2 separate regions of the Mus musculus genome follow, and region 2 is linked to region 1. The links are chromatin contacts, called in public promoter capture Hi-C maps. All regions are on one chromosome and are shown on one strand. Each heading gives the region's core, a stretch centred on a gene start, on an enhancer-like site or on the middle of the called end of the contact. The rest is flanking DNA. Distances are from core to core; before and after follow the strand shown. Region 1 holds the start of Acss2 (acyl-CoA synthetase short-chain family member 2). Region 2 holds the start of Dlgap4 (DLG associated protein 4).

The links. Promoter capture Hi-C pulls out the DNA fragments that hold promoters and counts their contacts.
Region 2: a promoter capture Hi-C map of cranial neural crest shows a contact between it and region 1. The contact joins the promoter of Dlgap4 here to the promoter of Acss2 in region 1. A contact is called at or near these places in 2 of 39 promoter capture datasets (cranial neural crest and frontonasal cranial neural crest).

What each region holds. Positions count from the first base shown.
Region 1 is chr2:155,516,306-155,520,305 of GRCm38.p6, reverse strand. Acss2 (acyl-CoA synthetase short-chain family member 2) reads right to left here and starts at 2,263. Exons shown (of 18, transcript NM_019811.3): 1 at 2,022-2,263. The coding sequence starts at 2,199.
Region 2 is chr2:156,611,470-156,615,469 of GRCm38.p6, reverse strand. It overlaps Dlgap4 (DLG associated protein 4), which reads right to left and starts at 1,773. Exons shown (of 13, transcript NM_146128.6): 1 at 1,612-1,773. It overlaps Gm14169 (predicted gene 14169), which reads left to right and starts at 2,048. Exons shown (of 4, transcript NR_040372.1): 1 at 2,048-2,184; 2 at 2,274-2,525; 3 at 2,896-3,003.

The DNA of each region.
Region 1 (4,000 bases), core at 1,014-3,513:
GCGGTGTTCCCAGAATATCAGCCTCCTGGTTTTAGATAAGTCTACTGGAACAACTGAAGGTGTTAAGACTAGGGAGGAGGGGACAAATTAGGAGACTGCTTTCTGCTTTCTTGATTAAGGTATCTATGTGAATGGAAGAAAGGGTCAGTCTGAGAGAGATTTTTAAGTAGTATTGACAGAATTTGGTGAAACACAAGTTGTGGAGTCTGAGAATAGCATAATATTCAGAGTATAGGTTCTCCAGTCAAGGTGATGTTGGTTTAAATCCTAACTCCATGAAAGCCTTGCTTTAGGACCTTGTGTACGTCAGTCTTTCTAAGCTTCAGTTTCCTTCTCTGTAAAATGTGGGTTGTACCTACATCAAATCAAACTGAAATACTGCTTAGTAAACAATAATAATTCATAAGGTGTAAAAGTGATATGAGAAGATGATGATAGAAGAAATTTATAGTTTAGGATAATGCCATTGACACTACCAGAAAATTAGGGCAAGAAAGAAAAGAATAAATTGGGGAAGAAAGCAGATTTGTAAACCTTACTCACAGACTTGTTTTGCTCAGTATAACATCATCAAAGTGTGTGAAATTAAAAAAAAAGTGTGTGAAATACAAATAAATTGTCTATAGTCCTGTGAAACTTGGGAACAAAATGTAAGTGAAAATCACGGTGTGAGGCTATATACATGGAAGAGGAATTACTGTGTAGTGCTAGCTTACCCCAGGGAAATAGATGTAAGTCGCAATAGAAGAAAATACACAGAAAGAGAATGGAAAAGACACCCGAGGACTCAAAGTTGGACACTACTTGTAGCAATGAACAACTTCGCAATTGATTCGATAATGTTTTGCATTGTTCAGTATCTGCCTCATCCACATTGTTCTTAAACATTTAAATCATTACTTATTTAATGTCTGCTGGGTATCAACTATTCGATAATGGACCCTTTTATTACCCACTTTGGACTTTTTAATTTATGAATCTAGTGTTAGCTTTCCTATCTTAGAGATGAATACATTCAATATAAGTTTTTAAATCTGCCTAAGACTGCAAGCAAAGCTATGTATGTATTTTTCGGGCAGGATTTGTGGCTTGTGTTTACCTTACTACCAAATATCATGCTCCCTCTCAGCCAGGACGTGGTGGTAGGCCAGAGTCTCACTATGGAGCCGTGGCTGTTCTGGAACTACCTACGTAGAGCAGGCTGGCCTTGAACTTACAAAGACCTGCCTCTGCCTCCCCAGTGCACGGGATTAAAGGCCTGGCCAGATCGTGGTTTTGCACCCTAAACTGTCCTGACACTTAAGAACGTGTCAAGGCATAGAATTGTCTCTCAGACTCTGAGTTACTAGAATTTAGATCCAATTTTGGTTTTTTTAAGCAAAAAAACAAAACAAAACAAAACAAAACAAAACAAAACAAACAGGCTTGGTGGTAAACCTCACTCCGTCTTGTTTTGTTCACTATACCATCAAAACAACCAAAGCATCGGCATACTGACAACTCGTACAGTTGTGTATTGGGATTGCTGTCATTTTACACAGAGGCAGGACTCCTAGATGGGAAACAGACTTGCACTGACGCTGAGCAAAACGAGATGGGTGCATTCGTTAAAGGTCTGAGGGAGGCATGGTTGAATTGGAGGCAAAGGTGATTCTCTTCAGGGCTCTCCTTCCCTCAAGGTTCACCCTTGCTCCTTGGAGCCCTTCCTTTCACCTCGAGGGCTCTCTCAGGGAACTTTCTCCTCACCGATCCCCGCTTCTTCTCACGGAACCCGCATCTCCTCGTGAAAACTCGCATCTCCCAAAACTGCCAAGTCGCCAGAGAGTGCCCCAACTTCTAGGAAGTCTCGCCTCACAGATGCCTCCTTCTTCTCACAGAACGCCATCTCTTTCGAATCCCTTTTCCATGTCCCTCAGGGACCCTCCATCTCCTCCCTTTCTAACGGAGCTCGGTAAATCTCCCTCGGACTCCCGCTCCTCTGCTCACTGGCGCCCCCAAGAGTCGCTCGGGCCCAGCCTCACCCCGTGGCTCCTCCACAGAACGCCGGTGCAGCTCGCGGTAGCGCTGCAGAGAGGGGACGTGCGCCGAGCGTCTGACCTCCGGCGGCGGGGACCAACCCCGCACCCGGCCCTCGGCGCCGGTCTCCTCACGAGCCCGGCTTCCACTGCCGCTCTTGCGCCGCTCCTCGGGAAGCCCCATCGCATCAAGTTCCGAACACCTTGTCCGCCGTTGCGGTCGCTGCGGGTGCCGGGGCGGGGAAAACAGGTCGACCCTAGAGGCGGGGCCTCGGGTGAGGGCGGAGCCTGAGGCTAGAGGCCGTGCTCTAGGCATCCAATAGTGGGTAGGGCCGTGCGTGAAGGGGCGGGGTCAGCAAAAACCGCTGAAGACAAGGGGTAAGGGCGGAGCTGTCTTGCCGGAAGGGGTGGAGCCGTAGTGAAAGCAGAAGGAATGGTCAGGGAATGACAGGAGAGGGGTGGGGCCTTGGAATGACAGTGGAGGGGCGGGGCCAGAGGTGACAGGCGAGGAGGCGGGCCCGTGGAGTGATGGGGTGTAGCCCGGCTGGATGTGACACGAGAGGAGGCAAGGCTGTGGAGTGACCAAGTTAGGGTCTTGGAGTGACAAGGGTTGGGTTACGGCGCCGCGCAGCTTGAGACATGAAAGGCTGGCTAATAAGAGGCATTGTGTCATCCGTTGTGCAATTACCGTGGTCTGATTGCGTGATCCTGTCACTCCAGAGTTGGATAGCCAAGTGCAGTACAGTTCCTTCTGGGTGACACTCCACAGTCTCCCACCGAACAGCACCCCTATTCCGTTCCCATGGAAAAATTCCTCCGCGACCTTGAGGGCACAGATCCCCAATATGAACCTTCCTGCTAACTCGTTCTGATTCTCTCCCACCTCTTAGGACATGTCATTCTTTTTGCCTCCATAAATCTCCATCCTGATGTAAAGTACAAGACTCTTAAGTGAAGACGAGGAGGATCCTTCAGATATTGGCTCCAAACGCACAAATTCTCTTAGCACTAAAGGTAAATTCAGAAAAGGAAGGGAAATGTCACAAAGTCGGGGAGCAGATAAAGATCAAGTTATGGTCAGATCTGAGTTCTTGTATTGTTTGTTTTTACTAACATAAACAGAAAGCCAGATCTTAAAATACAAGGTCTATGCAATATAAAATAATACAAGTATAAAGAGGAAAAATTACATTCTTTAATTCACCTAAGTACACACCTATCTGCCACAAATTGAGTTTACTTCCCTCTGGCGTCCCTCTATCCTCTTCACCCAAAAGGAAGCCGAGCAGGACACCCTCCACTTCCTTCCTACAGTTATCACCAAGGACTACCTCATCTTACAATTCAGACTGTCAAAACAAGGATCTTTAATTATTTAGCTACAAGAGTGAATCTGAGGTCTGAAGCAGCCAGCTCCTGCCATTTAATGTCTACTTAGGGCTTGTGACCCATCAACTCACCTGCTACACTGATCTTTGTCCAACTGACCATATGCTTAGCCCACCCTAAACTGAAAAACACATGCTCAGACATATGATCCAGAGCCAACCCAATCCTGAGGGGAGGTTTTAAGGCTCACTAAGCACATACAGACCTTGTAGAATAGACAAGGGTCTCAGCGAGGGAACAGATACTTTCTCAAGGAGACATCAACCCCTCTGAACAAATACACACTTCATTGAAATTGCACAAACTATATTAAGAAGGCAGAGCTTTTTCTGGAGGTCTCAGACCCCTCGGAAAAGCCCTGCTTATAGGATGCAGATGGCATTACCAGGCTAAGAAACAGGCTTTCCTCTAGGAGATAAAGACTTCACTAAAGATATCTGAACCCCGATGAGAGGGTTCAGTCCTCACTGAGGGCCTTCTACATACACTGACGGAGTGGACAGCACTCAGGCCACACAGATCTCATTGGCGACAAAACTCTCATTGGAATAGAAGGAGTCACAGAAACAATGATCGCTATAGACTCCAACAATAAG
Region 2 (4,000 bases), core at 524-3,023, 1.1 Mb before region 1:
CCGGCCCGGGGCACAGCCCTCAAACCTGCAGCTCATCTCTGGCTGACACCAGCAGGATAGTCCTGGGTACCGGGTTCTGTAAGTCAGTCATCAGGCCCTGCCTACCCCACACTTTCTCTTGACTCGGGGCCCTGCCCACCTACCTCTCCAGTGCCCAGCCTAGCTCCACCTGGCCTAAATGGACGAGGGCTTCGCGGACACCACTCACAGGCACACCGGGCATTGCCCAGCTTCCGGAGAACCCACACACTCTATCCCACCCCAACCCCAATACAGACACAGGCACACACGCCTGCCCCACGTGCACAGACAGCATCGTCAGAAGCTACTGGGAACATACTCGGAGCTTGTTGAGCAGTCGCTGAAGCCCAGCTGAGGGGGAGGATGGCCCCCCAACCCGAGCCTCGGCTATCAGCCCGGAAGCCAGCTCTGCGGCCCCACCCAGTCCCGCTGTCCTTAACAGTCTGGCTCAGGCCCCTCGGACCACCCTTGGCCCAGGCAGCCCACAGTTTTCTATACCAGAGGAAGGGGAGAGAGGTAGCCACCTGAGGGAAGAATTCCACAGACTCCTCCAACAGGCATTCTGACATGGTCCTGTCTGGTGAAGCCACAGAGGCAGAGGGACCGGACCCTCCCCCACCGCACAGGAGGTGCCAAGAGTAGAGGCGGGGCAGTCCAGCCTCCTTAGGGCTGGGGACTGCAGCCCCCTCCCCCTCTGCATTTTCTACTTCCAAGCAGGTGGAGGTGCTGGGACATTCCCCCCCCCCCCATCAGCACAGTCCTCCAAGCGTAAGGTTCCCCATCCTTTGGGTATCTCCGCCACAACTGGCCTTCACCCACCCACCTACCCACCACCCTTCCCCCATTTCATTTTCCCCCACAACATCAACAGTCGGTGACAGCCCTTTCCGCAACACAGGCAGCATAGAAGAACGCGAGAAAGGAGATGGATGAAGGGCTGGATGGGGAATCCGACAAGGCAAGCTCTGCCCAAGGAGGCCCAGGGACCATCACTTGCCCAGGTAGCACATGTCCCCTCCCAGCAGGCCCTGCACATCTGGACCCAGCTGGCCTCCGCAGCCACCTGGTCTATCCTCCACCCGCTCTGTACGCGAACCCCCGTTCCCGCGGGGCGCCGCACGTGGGGGCCTCCCGTGGCCATGTGAGCGGCCCCCCCACAGCCCAGGTGCCAGGGTCGCTCGGCCCCTCCCGGGCAGACGAGCGCTCCGGGGGCGATGCGGCGCGGGGTCGCCCGCCCCCTCCCCGGATGCCCGGTCCCGGGGAGATCCCGGGAAGGGAGTACGAGCGTGCGGCAGGCTGAAGGCAAGGAAGCCCCGGCCGCCCGGACACGCGGCTGGGAGGGGGCTGCCGCTGCCAGCCGCCTGCGGATGGAGGGCCGGGAACCGCTCCTGCGCCCCGGCCAGGGAAGGGCCGACAGCATCGGAGGGGCCGGCCCGCGTCGGTCCCCAGGCCCGGGCGCCACTGCCCGTCAGAGGATCCGGGAGACCCCGTCGCTGAGCGCATCTGTCCCGGGGTCTGCCCGCGGCTGGGGGCTGCCCCCGATCTAGCCTCGGAGGAGGGTCTTGACGCGTGCCACCCCCGCGCGCTCACCTGCGCCCTGCGCTCGACCGCCTCGGTCCACTCGGCCTCTGCGCTGCGCCCGCTCCGCTCGCTCGCTCGTTCCGCTCGCTCTAAGCTTCGCTCGCCTAGGCCCCGGCCCCGGCCCCGGCCCGCGGGCGCCCCATGCCTCTCCTCCGGCCGGCGCGGCGCCCCAGATGCGGCTGCGGGAGGAGGAGCCGCGCGGCCCCGGCTCCCCGAGAGCGGCGGGGAGGGGGCGGGGGGCGGGGAGACGCGCGCGGGGGAGGGGGCCGCGCGGCTGCGCCCAAAACCAGGCGCGGATCAGGCCGGGGGCCCGGGGCTGCGGGGGACCGCGGGGGCCGCTCGGGGCCCGGCGCGCCACCCCCGCCGCCCGCCCGGGGAAGGGAAGGGGAGGGGAGGGGCACCGCGGCTGCGGACGCTGGGTGTGTAGCGGAAAGAGCGCTTGGGAATCTGCGACCGATCGTCCAGAGAGGGCAGACTACCGGAGCGAGGTTACACAGCGCTGGCCGCGGTGGCGCGCGAACTTGGAAACCTGGGTTATTGAGTGGGTCGGCAGGAAGGTGTTTTGGCTGCGTTCACTGTGGGGTAGGAAAACTGAGGCACGGGAAAGATGCGGCTGGTCTGGGTCTCGCTGCGGGAGTCAGGCTTCTTCTCACCCCTCTTTCTCCCGTTAGGGTTCTTGCCTCTAGGATCGGGTGCCCCCTCCCGGTGACCCGCTTCCTGGAGAACCCTTGTTTTGGGCAGCAGTACCTGGCTGGCTAACGCATCTCTGGAATTCGTGGCCGGGCACCTGTCCTCCCTCTCACGGGGGCTCTGTGATCACGGACCATAGTCCGTGCTTCTCCCTGAGCTCGTTTTTCTACCCGCACAATCGGGACCACATAAGCATCTACCTCCTTAAGAAACCGAAGAGATAAAGAATAGAGGTAAGCTCTTCGTACTGGATCATGGCATTCAATAGGTGTCAAATGGATGTGCCTCCTCCCCTGGCTCCCACACAGCTGTCCCTGGAGAATACTAGGTATGCAACTGAGGCTCCTCCAGGCCTCTTTCTTCTCTTCCACTGCCTGCCCACCCTCCTCACATCTCTACCCCACTATTCTAGTCCTAGCCTCTCCTCTTGCCTGAGCCTGCAATGCCCTCCCACCATCTCTCAGTGACAAACTCCTACTCATCCCTCAAGACCCAGAGCAATTTCATGTACCAGCTTCTCACACTACTGGCCCACCCATGCCTCCCTTCAAAAAAAAAAAAAAAAAAAAAAAAAAAAAACAACCAACCTTCCCTTTCTCCCAGGGTTTGTGCTGTTTGGACTCCCACCAACTACAGCTACTGGCCCAGAGGAGATCTGCCATGACCCATGCTGCAGGAATTGGCTTCCTGGCTAAGATAGGCAGAGGAAAGGTCAGTTTGGAGTCCTAGAGGAGGGTGAAGGGCAGGAGAGGAGGGACTGTAGGTTCAGGCAGCTGTCACTGGAGAGGAACAAGGTCCCTTCCCTTGGGTAGCTAAGAAGACCTCTATGGATTCGGAAGCCTCTGGCAGGGCTGAACAGTGGCCTTGCACTGTGTAGCTGGCTAAAATGAGCAGGTGTCGACCGGCCTCAGAAAAGGGTTTCAGGGCCTTGTTCACCGAGGCTTTACAGCAGCACTGACTATAAGTGAAAAGCTGATCACAGTCTAAACAGCCGTTTGTCTGGAGCCGGGTAAAACAGTGACCACAGAAGGCTGTCCCCATGCCACAAGCCTCAAACATCTGTTAGGACGGGTCACAGAGCCACACTTGGCTTGTGAGGACTCAGAGATGGATTTCATGACTTGTGAGCTTCACCTGAATTCAATATGATCTTTAAAATAATAATAACATTAACAATAATAATAATAATAATATGTAATTGGATTTTTAAAAAAGCAAGTTGCAGCTGGAAGAATCGGACACATAGTTGGAAAACAGACAACATAAGGCTATGCATTATTTGGGGACACTGGCATATGTAATATAAGAATACACACAGGAGTGATGAATAGCAGATTTTGACAAGTAGTGGCCCCGAGGACAGGTGATGGGAGTGTGGTAGAGGCTTCAGTGTCCCTGAAACAGTGTGCAGTCTCAAGTGCCTGTTGTGCTGTTATCTAGACATTTGTAAACCAGATACATTTATATTGTGATAATACTTCTTGTTACAAGTCAGGCAGTGTCTAGGAAGGGAACAGGGAGTGGATGCGATACTGGTTCTTGAGCAGGGTTGTGGCGTGGACAGTGACTGGGAGAGACAGGAAAGGCCAGAGAGGCTGCTGGGGCTGTGCAGGGAAGAGGTGGGAAGGGGAAGACTGGAAAGAGGAGAGAGACTGAGAGAAAGAAACCACAGGCATGCTTGCAGAGGTAGGGGTCACAAGCCCACATG